2 separate regions of the Mus musculus genome follow, and region 2 is linked to region 1. A link is a contact called in public promoter capture Hi-C data. All regions are on one chromosome and are shown on one strand. The core of a region is the stretch at or near the end of the contact, and the rest is flanking DNA. Distances in the headings are between cores, read along the strand shown.

Region 1 (7,310 bases), core at 1,518-4,017:
AGCTAGAGAAAGTACCCAAGGAGCTAAAGGGAACTGCAACCCTATAGGTGGAACAACAATATGAACTAACCAGTACCCCGGAGCTCTTGACTCTAGCTGCATATGTATCAAAAGATGGCCTAGTTGGCCATCACTGGAAAGAGAGGCCCATTGGACTTGCAAACTTTATATGCCCCAGTACACAGGAACGCCAGGGCCAAAAAGGGGGAGTGGGTGGGTAGAGGAGTGGGGGGGTGAGTATGGGGGACTTTTGGGATAGCATTGGGAAATGTAAATGAGGAAAATACCTAATAAAAAAATAAATTAAAAAAAATAAAAAAATAATGGCTGGAGAGATGGCTCAGAGGTTAAGAACACTTGATATTCTTGGAGAGGACCTGGTTTTGGTTTTTAGCACCCAAATGGTGGCTCACAACTGTGTAACTCCAGTTCTAGGGCATGTGACATCCTCTTCTGGCCTCTGCAGGCACTACATGCGTATGGCATATATACATACAATTCAGGCAAGACATTCCTACACAGAAAGGCTTAACTAATACCCCCACTGAGAAAGTGGAAGATATTAAGATTGAAGCTAGCATGGATTATATAATGAGATCCTGTCTCAAAACAGAGCTAGGCAATCCTGTCTTGGTTCAGGGCACTTGTATGCTTTTTCACACCTTGCCTTTTCTTTCCCTTACTTAGAAGGAGGAGTCAAATGTGGTAGTACTCGACTTTAGTCCCAGCACTCAGGAGGCAGAGGCAGGCAAATCTCTGTGAGTTCAAGGCCAGCCTGATCTACAGAGAAAGCCAGGACGATACAAAGAGACCCTGCCTCAAAAAACAAACAAACAAACAAACACAAAACCAACTAACCAAACAAACAGCAATTCATTACCCTCAATAGTAAGTTTTTATCTATCTTTATTCACTAATCAAAAATCCTATGATGGAGGCTGGAGAAACGGCTCAGAGGTGCAGTGCACTAGCTGATCTTTAAACACCTATATTTACGCATCCATATGGACACTCACAACATTCTGTGACTCCAGTTATGCAGGATCATACGCCCTCTTGACCTCTGAGCCTAGCAGTCCTCCTGCCTCAGCCTTCTAAACACCTGGGACTAGAGGCCTACAGCGCCATAACCCAGCCATCACATCTTTAGTGTGCTCTGTTCACTACAGAAGTTGGAGGGTATATTGATAAAAAGTACCATGAAAACACTAGATAGCAGTAGATTATAAGGAAATCCCTGCTGGACTTTGCAATACATTTACTTATTTTTGGTGTTCTGAAACATAACCACATGTGCTGGCCTGGACCTTAACCTGGTTCAGCTGGGTACTAGAGCTATAAATGGTCACCAACACACTGGAGTTGAGTTTCCCCAATTAGTTCTTGTTTTGAGATAAGGTTCTGTCTGTAGCCTCAACTGGCTTTGGCTGCTCAAGGATCCATTCTTTGCTTCCCTAGTCCTGGGGTTACATATGTGGACCATCACACTCCCTCAGAACTCCCCAATTTAAAGAAGCTCTCGTGGGGCTGGTGAGATGGCTCACCCGACTGCTCTTCCGAAGGTCCGGAGTTCAAATCCCAGCAACCACATGTTGGCTCACAACCATCCGTAACGAGATCTGACTCCCTCTTCTGGAGTGTCTGAAGACAGCTACAGTGTACTTACATATAATAAATAAATAAATAAATAAATCTAAAAAAAAAAAAAAAAAAAAAAAAGAATGGCATAAAAAAAACCACTTTAAAAAAAAAAAAAAGAAGCTCTTGTGCCTGACAAAGACCTGGATAACTCACGAACACGTAACTCACCGTGCATAATCCTGGGGGGAGATCAGAAACTTCTCTTTCATCTGGGCATTGGCCTTGTTCTCCCACCAGAATTTGTTGGTGGCTTTCTTGTGCTCTGGGCTGAGAATGGAGAGAAAGAGTAATCGTAGCTAGTCATTAAGAGAGTAAAACTGTACCGAATGTCAGAGCACTAGGTAAGTAATGCAGATTGGCCATTGGGTTGCTTCTGTGGGCTTGGCAGAGAGAAGAGGATTGTTTATACCAACCTCTTCAAGACCTCTATCTTGGGACTCCTTTCTTCCAATAAAGTGTGTGGTGGTGGTGAGAGGAGAGCAACCTGGCTTTTCTAGAAAGATCACCCACACCACTGGGACCGTGGAAGGGCTAAGATCCACTAAACTCCACGGTTGGCCAGGTAGTTCAGTCCATAACCCAACTAAGTCACAAAGTCGACCTTCCTTCTCCCCAATTTCAACTTCCCATGCCACACGTGTGTACAACTCTCTGTCTGTACGGGGGAGGTGGGTGTTTTCCAGTTGTCACCTGGCCAGATGTTCCAGCAGACCCCCGTGTAGCACTGTCAGGTTGCCATGGCTCAGGTGTTTTCGCACTTCGCAGCCACAGCACGGGCACCAACAGCACCGATCGTGCTCGGGGACATAGCGCTCCACCTGGGCGGCGCGGACGGCCCGGCGGGCGGCCTCCACCTGCAGGACAGAAGCCAGCTAGGACCCTGAAACCAGCCCACATTCCTGGCCTCCCCAGCCCCGGGTCCGCACCTGCGGTAGAAGCCGCTCCAGAGCCCCCTTCAACTGCCGCTGGTGCTTGTGGCTGTAGACGTGACCGCGACCACAGAAGAAAGTTTGCCGACACAGAGGACATCGCTGCGGTGGCGCCATAGACCCAGGACCCGGGAACACCCACACAGCGGCGGCTCGTCACCACCCACTGACCCCTGACCCTTCCGGGCCGGACGGGGCGGGGCGACCTAGGAGCTCCCGGTTCCCCTAGAGGCAGTAGGCGCTATTGCAATCCGTTCTGCGGCTGCGCGGAATATTCACTCCGGGCCCCCACCTCCCACGCACCCGCAGAAAACCCGGCAGCTTGTGAAAGAACGAGAAAGAATGCACGCCAGTTAGGACCTCAGATCGCACACTTTCAGGCGTTGACAAAGACCCAGTTTAGCGTAACAACGCAGAACTGGTAATTTCAGGGCGCACACTGTGACCCCGTGCTTTGTGCTAATGACCTCACCGAATCCTCACGTCGATGCTTTGTGGTGTGAGATTATTGGCATTTTACACATGGGAAAAAAAAAATCTACTCCTGAAGAAATGAGGACCTCTGAGGAAAGCTAGAGAGGTGTATTAAGCAGCCCCTCCAGCTTCCCTGAGACCTGCAGGGGTCTAAGTCACTGTGATATTCTTTTTTTTTTTTTGGTTTTTCGAGGAAGGGTCCTGGAGCTCACTTTGTAGACCAGTCTGGCCTCGAAATCAGAAATCCGCCTGGCTCTGCCTCCCAAGTGCTGGGGTTAAAGGCGTGTGCCACCACTGCCCGGCAGACTGTGATATTCTTAATTTTCAAAGGTGTTCTGCACAAGAATATTCTCTGTAAGTCATTTCTCCGAGCATTGGCTGGGAAATCTAATTCTGAAAACTTGAATGGTTACAGTGAATCATGCTCTATCGCCATTACAAGAATAATGTCATACGCCGCCCAGGTCAGACCCAATATGTTTTTCCCCATTTGTTCCAAAGTTGCTCAAAGCAGTCTGCTCCCAAGGTCTCTGCAATTAAGCTTACTTGATAGTATTTTCCTGCCAGTCTCCTCTACCAAATGCTCATTTCCCACCTGAACTTGGCTTGTGTGAAACAAAACCCAGCATCTTTACAATTAAGTTCCTTGAGTGGCCAGGTTTCCAGCGCCTGCATATACAGGTAGTCAAGCCCCACCCGGCAGGAAGGAAAAAAAAATCCTGTATTAGGCTTCAAAATCCTACCAATCCCTGAGTTTGTCCCAAAAAAATCAGACTATAGAATTCCACCAATCACTGAGTTTACCCTAAAAACATGCCACAGAATTCCACCAATCACTGAGCTTGCTCCTAGAGCAGGTCACAAAATTCCACCAATCCAGGAGTTTGCCCAAGATCAGACCATAAAATCCCACCAATCAAAAACTACCCTGGAAAGTGCCCCGCCAATCCCATTCTATATTATGCTTGCCTCGTATGTGGTTCCTTGCTGCTTTTTGCCTGGGTAGAGACGATCTTTTTCTTGTATCTTTCCCAATGCATCTCTTGTGTGAGGCGGTACTTTGTAGGATCCCTAGGCTCCCGACGACTGAACTTGGATCTTCGCAACAGCAGGTGCTCTTCACCACTGAACCATCTGTCCGGCATGAGTGTGCTCTCATTCTCTCCCTCCCCTTTTACCAAGATTTTGCACCTGAGCTAGCCTCTTACCTCACAAAGATCCTCCCGCTTCAGCCTCTGAGTGCTGCAGTTCTAAATGTAAGCAACAATGCTCAGGTTTTTGTAGTTTTTAATTGTTATTTTATGTATATGTGTGCTACATGAAAGCTTAGTGCCCTTGGAGGGCACAAGAGGGCATCAATTCTCCTGGAACTGTAATTACACACTGAGTGATAAGTTTTTCTCCACCAAAGAAATAAGCCAGTTCACACCGGGCGTGGTGGCGCACACCTTTAGTCCAAGCACTCGGGAGGCAGAGGCAGGCGGATTTCTGAGTCTACAAAGTGAGTTCCAGGACAGCCAGGGCTATACAGAGAAATCCTGTCTCAGAAAAAAAAAAAAAAAAAAAAAAAAAAAAAAGCCAGTTCAGCAAAATTAAGAGTAAAAAGGCAGGTTTATTTGGGGACAGGCCCCTTAATGACTTCACCAGTCACAGGGCTCGAAACACCAGAAGAGGTTGGAGGCAGATTATGGTGTGGGCGCCGATTGGGGTTGAGGACAGGGTAGGTGGTGTTCAGGGCGACTTGGCACCTGTCAGGAATGCTGGACTGGACCTTTCTGGTGTTTATCTGCTCAGAGGTTTTCTGAGTGGGTGGGGTTGGAGGGAGAGAGAAGAAATGGAATTTGCTGAACCATGTCGGGGCAGGGGTCAAGTTGAGGATTTCAACTTAAGGGTGAGCCATACAAGTGGGTGCTAGGAATTGAACTGATGTCCTGTGGAAGAGCTGCCAGTTTTTCTCTTTTGATACTGGGCAGCAGCATGAGCCACAGCTCCAGTTAGCCCTGGCATCATGAGGGAAACAACCCATGCTCTAAGGTGAATGAGGAAGTTCTCTGTGTTAGAGGCATTCAGAGCATTTTCAGTTTACAGTGGGGGGAATCACTCTATCTGGATGTTGGGGTGTGGTTTTGTGCTCTGTATGTTCAGATGCTGATTTCAATATTTCTATGCCCACACATCTAGTTGCAGTTGGGAGTATGGCATGGTCCAGCATCTCTGGTCTCACTGTTACGTAAAAGTTGTTTTCTATCATCTCTGATTGGTTAATAAAAGAGCTGATCAGCTCGTTGGCTGGGCTGGAGAGGACAGAGGAGGTGGGACATCTGAGTCCCAAGGGGCGTGGGGGGAAGAGAGGAGAGGAAGATGTGGAGAGGCCATGTGGAGGGACCAGGAGGATTCACCATGAGGACACACGCGGGGCAGAGTGAGCAGGGTAAGGCTCAGATGGAAGGAAAAGGACCATGTGGCTGGAAAGCAGGCAGCCTTAGAGGGTCAGAGTAACCTGTCCAGCACAGTAGCAGAAGGTTGTTAATAAAAATACCAGATCTCTGTGTCATTTACCTGAGAGCTGAAAATGGAATAGAACAGTCATGGGATGCCCTGTAGCTATTTGGGGAGAATCTGTTAAAAGGCTGAAGGGATGGCTCAGGGGTTAAGAGCATTTGTTGCTCTTCAAGAGAACCCATGTTCTGTTCCCTACATCCAAGCTCCAACTGGCACTATTATGAATGTGCATATTCCCATACATATAATTAAAAGTGAAATAATAAAATAAGTTTATTTGATTATAAAATTTGAACCAGAATGTAGATTTTTATTTGCTTTATTTTATTTTATTTATTTTAGTTTTTCCAGTCAGGGTTTCTCTGTGTAGCCTTGGCTATCTTGGAACTCACTCTGTAGACCAGGCTGGCCTCAACCCACAGAGATCTGCCTGCCTCTGCCTCTGGAGTACTGGGATTAAAAGCATACACCAGCACGACACAGCTATTTTTAAATTTTTAATGTTTTTGTCTGAATGAATATCTGTGAACTCTGTCTGTGCAGTGCTGTTAAAGGCCAAATTTCCCTAGGATGGAGTTATAGAGGGTTGTGAGCTGCTTTCTGGGCGTTGGGACTCAAACCCAGGTTCTCTAGAAAATCAGCTACTATTCTTAACTGCTGAGCTGTCTCTCCAGATCAGCTTTCACTTGTTAAAACTTCACCATTACTGTGAGTGTGTGTAAATGATGTCTGTGAGAGTGTGGGCCTGAGTATCATGGCACCTGTGTGCAGGTCAGAGGGCAATGTGGGCTGCATAGGAAGATTGTATCTCAAAAACAAAACAACAGTGGAAACTGTCTTGTGGCATACACCTATAATCCTAGACTTGGAGGCTTGGCAAGATGATCAGGAGTTCAAGGTCATCTTCAGATACTTTCTAAGTTTGAGGCCAGTCAGGGACACATGATACTCTGTTCTCAAAAAGCTGGTGAGATGGCTCAGTGGATAAAGGTGCTTGCTGCTAAATCTGAAGACCAGAATTCAGTCCCCGAGAACTTACTGTGGAAGAACGTCCACCCATAGAACTTACCTCTAGCTTCCACATACACACCGTGTGTGGCATGTGTGCACACTCACATGCATTGCTTGCTCTCTCACACACATTAAATAAACAAATGCACACACACATACACATTCAACTAAACTCATATGCACCAAGGAGGAATGGAGAAGATACCTGCTCCTTGAGCCGCTGGCTGCATTAAATCCAGAAGCACACAGAATGGCGTCTGATTAGATTAGGCGTCCCTCTCATTACTGCACGAGACAATGCCCTTTCCATGATCTTATTTAGTTCTCAAACCAAGTCTCTGCTTTATTTCATTGTCCTCATTTTACATATTGAGAAAACAGGCTTCGAAATGTTAAGAAAACTTGTGCCAAAAGCATAGCTCTATGCAGGGCAGGTTATTCACTCAGACGGGCAAGAGAGGTGTCAAAGACAAAAATACAAAGTTGCTAAGCAACACATAGGTCCCAGTTATCAGTCGGAGTCATCCAGGCTATGATTAGTCCATCAGCATCCTGGAAGAAGCAGAAGTCACAGTGAACACTAAAAGAGCTACTATTCTTTCTTAGATGTGTTTATTTATTTTAAAGAGTTATTATGTATAGTGTCCTGCCTGAATGTATGCCTACAGGCCAGAAGAGGGCACCAGATCTCATTACAGTTGGTTGTGAGCCACCATGTGGTTGCTGGGAATTGAACTCAGGACCTCTGCAAGA
Region 2 (7,525 bases), core at 2,067-4,566, 120 kb after region 1:
GGAAGTGTAAGAAGGGATGGGAGATGAGGAAGGCAGGTCTGAGAGGGCCTGAGGGGACAGCTGGGAACACAGCAGAGACCACACTACAGACCCTCACAGCGATGCTGACATCAAGGCAAGATAACGAATCACCGACTACATACCAGTTTCAACAGACCACTGACAAGGTCTCCAATGAAGACGGGTGGCAGGTCCTTTGATAACAGTGATTTATTCGGTGGGCCTGACCATTCCAGGTACTGACCTATGTGCTGGGGAAGTGATGAGAAACACAGCCACACGAGGCGTAGCCCGTGCAGCACCGTGGAGATGGGCATTAAACATAAACCATGCACTTAGTGCTGACAGAAACTCATAATGTAGTTGTAAAAACCTGCGCGTTCTATGAAGAGAGAAGGCAGCAAGCTAAGAACAGCATTTAATCCTCATGACCTAACAACTGGACCGTGATCCCTGAGACTGATTCATATGGGAGGCCCCTCACATTCATTGCGCCACACGAGTGCATCGTCCCAGCCTATAGAGAAGCCGTTTGGGAGTTCTTAGTGTATTTTGTTTAGGACGAAAGGCAGCCTTGGTAGCCCCAGGTCTATCCAGCCAGCAGGGAGTCTGGGCTAGTTCTGATGTGGGTCATTGTGCTTGGCTGAGCTGGGCAGCTAACCGACTGACTCACTCACAGTTCTTTTAGGCTGTGTACCCAGGCTTTCCTTGATCTCCCGGCTCTTCAGCCTCAGCTTCCTTTTTAGATCGCAAACTTGAGCTGCCGTGCCTGGCTCCCGAAGCTTCTACCATGGATTAGGTCAAGGGCACAAACTCTGGCTCTCCCATTTTCGGTTCTCAGAGCCTTCACAAGCATGAGAGAGGCTGCGGTCAATGACCGGGTGGTTAGAGACTTAGGCCGTGGGTGGCCCAGAGTAGGGCAAGAGGGACAAAGTGACCTGGAAGCAAAGGCAGGAAATGGCTGACAGACGTTTCCTGATGTGGTTGTCCTGCAGTGAAAGTGAGCCAGGCCCCAGGTGGAGGTGATAGGCCAGCGAAACTCCTCACCGCATTCGTTTCGGGAGCTGTGGAGGCGCCCCACCTGCTCTATCTGCACTCTGATCACACCGCATGAGAGAGAGGTTTCCAAATGACTTGGCCCCTCGGCTCCAGGAAGGAAGTGTTCCGGGCTGCAAATGGGGGCCTGTGCGTGTGGGTCAGGCATCTGCAAGTGAGCAACTGATGACACAGCACTGGGGGACAGGGCTGCTGACAGAGTGAGATGGGATCTGGAGAGAGCAGAAATGGAGGGGCCATCTGGCCTTCCCTCACAGAGGGTCACAACAGGAAATCCTGTCAACATCTCTTGACTAACAGTGACAGACGTGGTCAGCTCTGCGGCCTGGCCTATTAGGTCTTCTGTACGTAGTCTAGATTCATCACTTCTGTTTTCCAGGTAATAGGCATGTCTCTCGTGCTTTTCCAAATTTATGCCCTGCCATCCCTTCTAACAACCAGGACTGTAATAGCTTTCCCTCTACCCGTATCTGTAAGCCTTCCCACCTCTGACCTTTGCTTATAGGCTTTCCTTCTGGAATCTCCAGATCTCCATATGTCCAAAGCCTAAACAACCTTAAAGCCACCTCAGTGGGCCTGCCTTCCTCCACAGTCTCTAAAGTCAAGGAGGCGCCTGCCCCACCTTGACCTGGTTCTTTTCCAGCATTTTCTCATGCCCTACCTTATTTTCACGTTATGGAAGAATTACACACTCTTGCTAGGTTGTGAGAGGCTCTAGTGGCAAAGCTGTTTGTGACCCATTCTTCCCCTCTTGTCCCCAAAGTTTTACACACCATAGGTGCTCCAATCATCGTCTTTGATTGACCGAGTGGATGGATGGACTGATGGACAGAAAAGGGGGGGGGGTTCTGGTGTACAGGGCCCCTGCCTGTAAAGCTCATGTTGAGGCTCCCAGCAAGGTTGGGACTTGGAACTGAAGGTTTGTATGGAAGCTTTGCTGGTCAGTAACCCCATGACGCTTGGCAAGTGTCTGTGCCCTTCCTTGTGTGTACACAGTATAACTCCTACCTGGAAAGGAGGCTTGCGAGTGTGCACAGTGTCTAGTGGGTGCTGGGCAGCTGTGCCCATGGGTTTATCCAGGCAGGCCTCCCCCGGTGGGGGAGGGTAGGCACTGACTTTCCTGTGGAGATGGGTATGGAGTTGCCAAATGCTTCCTCCTCTATTGAAAACATTGTTTAGAAGTTTTCCATTCGCTTATTCATGGAGGGGAGAGCGTGAATGCCATGGTGGAGGTGGAGGTGGAGGTGGAGGTGGAGGTGGAGGTGGAGGTGGAGGTGGAGGTGGAGGTGGAGGTGGAGGTGGAGGTGGAGGTCAGAGGGAGCTTTGCAGGAGTCGGTTCTTTCTTTCTCCGGTACGGGTCCTCAGGCCGACAGGCTCCGTGGCGAGTGCCTTCACCCAATGAGCCATCTCCCTGCCTTGCTGCTTAACCACCCTCACAGTGCCAGGTTCATAGGCAGACTCAATATGCAGCAAAGTTTGTTGAAGGATGAACAAAAGCGTGGGAAATAAGCCTTTAACCTTCGATTCCTGCAGCAGTGGTTGTACATCCACAATAGGCTTGAGGCCCTCGGTTCTGTCTCTAACAATCATGGGGGGCTGGTTGTGGGGGGAAGAACACTTGCCTGAAATCCTACATTCCCTTAAGCAAGGGACCTAGGAGACTAACCAAGACAGGCAGAATTCTTCAGGCAGCAATGCAATCCCACAATCCTCCAGGGTCTTCAGCTGCCACAGAGCAGGTACCACTGAGACTAGAGCCAGAGAGGCATGGAAGCTAGCTCCACAGGAGGGCAACTCACAGGGCCTAGTTAGTTCACCATAAAACACTTAATGATTTAGACTTCCCAGACTTGGGATGGGGAAGAGAACAAGACAATGGACCGAACACCATGACCCAGCCCAGTGCCTAGAAAATGAACTTGCTGTCCTGGAGACAGGCTCTGGTCAACTGCAGGGGGGAAACTCAAATAATTGAGTTCTTGTCTGAGGAGGCTGAGTTGGGAAGATATCAAAGAGAAAGCCTCAGAAATGACCCCAGCAGCTAATGAGGGCCCCTCTGATCCATGATTACTGAACTGTGAGTGAGTGGTGGGTACTGTGTATTTGAGAGAAGAGGACACTGGGGGAGCCCAGCCTCACTCCGGGCTTTTCCCCAGTCACACTGGCCCTGGGAGGCAGCTGGAGGTCTCAGATGGCAGCTGCCTACAGCACTGCTGGGCACAGGGCAAAGGGCACAGGTGTTCTTCTTCTTACCAATTTACTCTCAGAACTGGCAAAGGGCACTGGAATGTGTCACTTTAGTCATAGCTTCTGAGGGCAGGGTACACACCAGGCCTCTCTGTGAGCTACACATTTGTGTTTAAGTAAAAGCAACTAGAACCCAGGGAGGGAAAGAATTTTTTTCAAATGGCTTTTTTTTTTTTTTTTTTTTTTTTTTTTTTTTTTTTGGTCTTTCGAGACAGGGTTTCTCTGTGTATCCCTGGCCGTCCTGGAACTCACTCTGTAGACCAGGCTGATCTGGAACTCAGAAATCCACCTGCCTCTGCCTCCCAAGTGCTGGAATTAAAGGTGTGTGCCACCACTGCCCAGCTCAAATGGCTTCTTTTAATTATTTCTGAAAAATATAATTCTACATCATGAGTACACATGATTTTTCTTTAAAGTTATTGAAATAAAAAATATTTAGATTTATTTTATTACTTTATGTGCATGAGTGTTTGCCTGCATGTGTGTGTGTGTGCACACCACATGTTGTGTAAGTATCCAGACAAGTCAGAAGGGAGCCTTGGATCCCCCAGGACAGGAGTTACATTACAGATGGTTGTGAGTCTCCGGTAGACACTGGGAACCAAATACTAGTTCCTCTGGAAGATCAGCCAGTGCTTTTAACCACTGAGCCAACTCATCACTTCCTAATTTGCTTTTTATGTGTGTGTGCCTGTGTGTCTATTTTTACGTGCATGTCTGTGTACTATATGTGTACAGGAGTCTGTGAAGATTAGAAGAGGGTGTTGGATCCCCTGGTCTGGAGTTACAGGTAGTTGTGAGCCTCGTGTGAGTGCTAGAAATTGAACCTGTGTCTTTAGTAAGAGCAGCCAACTGAGCTGCCTTTCCAGCCTGAGAATACATTGTTTTAAAATTTTATTCATTTATTATTTTAATCTTTAAATTCTGTTTATACTGTATGTATATGGGTTGTTTGCCTATGTCTATGCACACTACCTGCGTGCCTAGTTCTCTAAGAGGTGAGATGTAGGGGTCGGATCCCCTGGGATTGAAGCTTGTGAACTCCATGTAGGTGCTGGGACTTGAACCTGGCTTCTTTGGAAGAGCAACAACTGCCTTAGCAGTAGTTTTTATCTTTTTAATGAATTAATTTAAAAATATTTTGAGCCTGGTGCTGGTGGCACTTGCCTTTAATCCCAGCACTTGGGAGGCAGAGGCAGGCAGATCTCTGAGTTGAGGCTAGCCTGGTCTACAGAGTGAGTTCCCAGACAGCCAGGGCTACACAGAGAAACCCTGTCTCAAAAAACGTAACAAAAAATGTATGTGTAGACCTGTATGTCTGCTGGTGTTATGTGCATGTGAGTGCAGGTACATGGGCAAGAGGCATCGCAGCCTCTGTAGCTGGAGTTACACACGATTATACCATGTGACAAGCAGTACTGGGAGCTGAACTGGACCTCCAGAAGACCAAGCAGCAAGTGCTCTTAGCTGCCGATTCCCATCTCCAGCCCCCCACCTTTTTTCTTCTTTATACTACTTGTAAGTTACTAATCCTAAGTTACATGTAATTTTGGAACACTTTTCACTTAGGATGGTCTCATAAACACTGGAGGTTTTCCCCGTGAAATGCCAGTGCCTAATAGCATCCCCTTCTTCCTCTTGCTATTTCCAAGATGCTAAAGTAATTATTAGAATTAACATGTGCTGGCTATATCTAATCAGTATTGATTATGAAGAGCCTTTTGGTCTCGTTTTCAGGTCTAGGCTCTGAGGAGGAAGCTGTGAGCACGCCTGATCCCTGTCTCCAGAGTCCTGTGAAGTTGGGTTCTGATGGGGAAGGACAGACAGTGAGCAAATGTACTGGGCAGGGTACTGGATTTACTCCTACAATAGAAGGGTATTAGTATCTGTGGAGCAGGTAACACGGGGAGCATACCTTTAATTCCAGTACAGGGAAAGAAGAAGCAGGTTGCTCTCTGTGAGTTGGAGTCCAGCCTGGTCTATGTAGTGAGTTACAGGCTAGGCAGGGCTATACCGTAAGACTTCATCTCAGAAAAAAAGAATAGAAAGAAGTAACACAAGATGAAGTGTGGGAGGGGACAAGCTGGCCGTCAGGAAAGCCCTTGCATTTACAGGGATGCATGATGCTTGCTGTGGTTCAGGGTACTTTATCACAGTAGTAGACATACAACTGTGGTACTTGAGAAGGCAGAGCAGAGAACTTTGGAAGGGTGCAAGAACACTGACCTTGGGTACCTGGGAGGTACCTGGGAGGGTCGGACTGCCCTTGAGTGAGGTAGCGGTGAGATGGGGAGACCTTGGGAAGGGCAGGTTTAAAGAGGAACATGAGTCAGCATTTGTCCTGCGAGGCTCTAGATAGACTGAGTGGAGCAGACTGTCTAGAAGCTGGACGTGGGAACAGAGAGCTCCTTGACCATGAGCCCTGGCCAGCACATGTACAGGATTTCAAGTTGATGAAGTGATTCTAGGCTGAGAAGAGAGCAAGGCTTGTGTTCCAGGGCACACCAGGGGTCAGAGGTGATGGATAATGTAGATTCACCAAGTCCTCCTGACGACTCTGTGTCTTGTCATCACCACTTTACAAGTGACAACACTGAGGTATGATGGGATTTTTAGGAACCCTGGCAATGGCCACACAGCAGAGCTGGGATTTGAACTGATAGCCACTTCAAGTGTCATGAGCTTAGACCCCATACTACAGGGGTGTGCTCTTTCAAATGCACACTTTTTCCAGGTAGAGAAACTGGGTCTTAAGGAAAGCAATCTGTTAACACTGCTGGCAGGGCTGTGGTAGAAACCCTCTTCTTGCTTTTCCTTTTCTTCTCTTACCCCCCCCCCCCAACTTTGTTCTGGCAGTGTTTTGAGACAGGGTTTCTCTGTGTAGCTCTGGCTGTCTTGGAACTCACTCTGTAGACCAGGCTGACCTTGAACTCGGAGATCTGCCTGCCTCTGCTTCCTGAGTGCTGGGATTAAAGGTATGAGCCACTACTGGCCAGCTAAACTTTTTTTTTTTCATTATACTTATGTGTGTGTATGTGGGGTGAGGTCACATGTGTTATCTTGTGCATGTGAAAGTCATTGGTCAATTTGTGGAGCCCGTTCTACCTTAGGAGAGTAAACTTGGGTTGCTAGGCTAGGTGGCAAGTGCCTTTGACCCACATCTACTAGCCATATCATTAGCCTGAGGCCTTATCTTTTGTTTTATTAATATTTATTATTGTTGTTGTTGAGACAGGTTCTCACTATGTAGCTCTGGCTAGTCTGGAGCTTATTCTGTAGAGCAGGCTGGCCCCCTACCTCACAGAGATCTGCTTGCCTTTACTTCCCAAGTGCTAGACTTAAAGGCATGGGCCACCGTGCCCAGCAGAACTCTGCTCTTTAAAAGCACTCTGTGACTTTAAACAGGGTGGAAGCCTCATGCCTCCTCCCATGTTCTTCCAAGGCTGGTGGGTCAGGCCAGATTCAACCCCTTATTCTTGTTTCCTCCTCTCCTGAGCAGGGAATCTGTGGTTGGACAACGACTCCTGACTTCCAGATGTGCAGATGTGGGCCTCAAACTCTCTAGCTATGGGTGACTTTGAACTTTTGAAGTTCCGATCCTTCTGCCTTCACGTTACACGTTGGATTACAGGCACGCAGCACCACTACTGGTTTATGTGGCACTGTTTATTGCACCTTGCACAAGCTAGGCTCGCATATTAACTGAGCTGCATCCCCAGTTCTAACCGATGCTTCTGGATGGGCCCCTGCCCTTCTGAGCTCAGTTTCTTCAGCAGAACAAAGGCATTGGGTCGGGACGGTGGTGTCTAACCCTGGCTGTGCATCCAGGTCACCCACCAACGTGCTGATGATAGACCACTGTAGCTGGTCTTTGCTACTCTGTGGGTTCTTCTTTTCCCTGCCCTTTATCCCCAAGTTTCACTTTATCACTAGATAAGGGAAGAAAGGATAGAGGGGAGAGAGAGAAATTGAGATCTGTGAATCTAATTTCTTTCTTTCTTTTTTTTTTTTTGTTTTTTGTTTTTTGGTTTTTTTTTTTTTTTTTGGTTTTTTGTTTTGTTTTCAAGACAGGGTTTCTCTGTACAGCCCTGGCTGTCCTGGAATTCACTTTGTAGATCAGGCTGGCCTACTCAGAAATCCTCCTGCTTCTGCCTCCCAAGTGCTGGGATTAAAAGCATGTGCCACCACTGCCTGGCATCTAATTTCTTTCTTTTTGTTTTTG

Evidence for each region. Promoter capture Hi-C pulls out the DNA fragments that hold promoters and counts their contacts.
Region 2: a contact with region 1 is called in a promoter capture Hi-C map of liver. The contact joins the enhancer-like site here to the promoter of Ccdc84 in region 1. A contact is called at or near these places in 6 of 39 promoter capture datasets (the 3T3-L1 cell line, the HPC-7 cell line, fetal liver and 2 more), 6 of 115 datasets of contacts at active chromatin or transcription factors (bone marrow-derived macrophages, effector CD8 T cells, embryonic hindbrain and 3 more) and 3 of 9 other capture datasets (adipose tissue, liver and pancreatic islet).

Annotation. Positions count from the first base shown.
Region 1 is chr9:44,415,302-44,422,611 of GRCm38.p6, forward strand. Ccdc84 (coiled-coil domain containing 84) reads right to left here and starts at 2,768. Exons shown (of 11, transcript NM_201372.4): 1 at 2,568-2,768; 2 at 2,332-2,495; 3 at 1,810-1,908. The coding sequence starts at 2,687.
Region 2 is chr9:44,536,930-44,544,454 of GRCm38.p6, forward strand. No RefSeq gene overlaps it. Among named protein-coding and RNA genes, the nearest start is that of Cxcr5, 14 kb to the left of the region's middle. Within about 2 kb of position 3,317, at least 17 of the 459 cell types and tissues checked have an H3K27ac peak or open chromatin away from gene starts, as enhancers often do. A contact at or near this core is called in bone marrow-derived macrophages and liver, where this site is marked.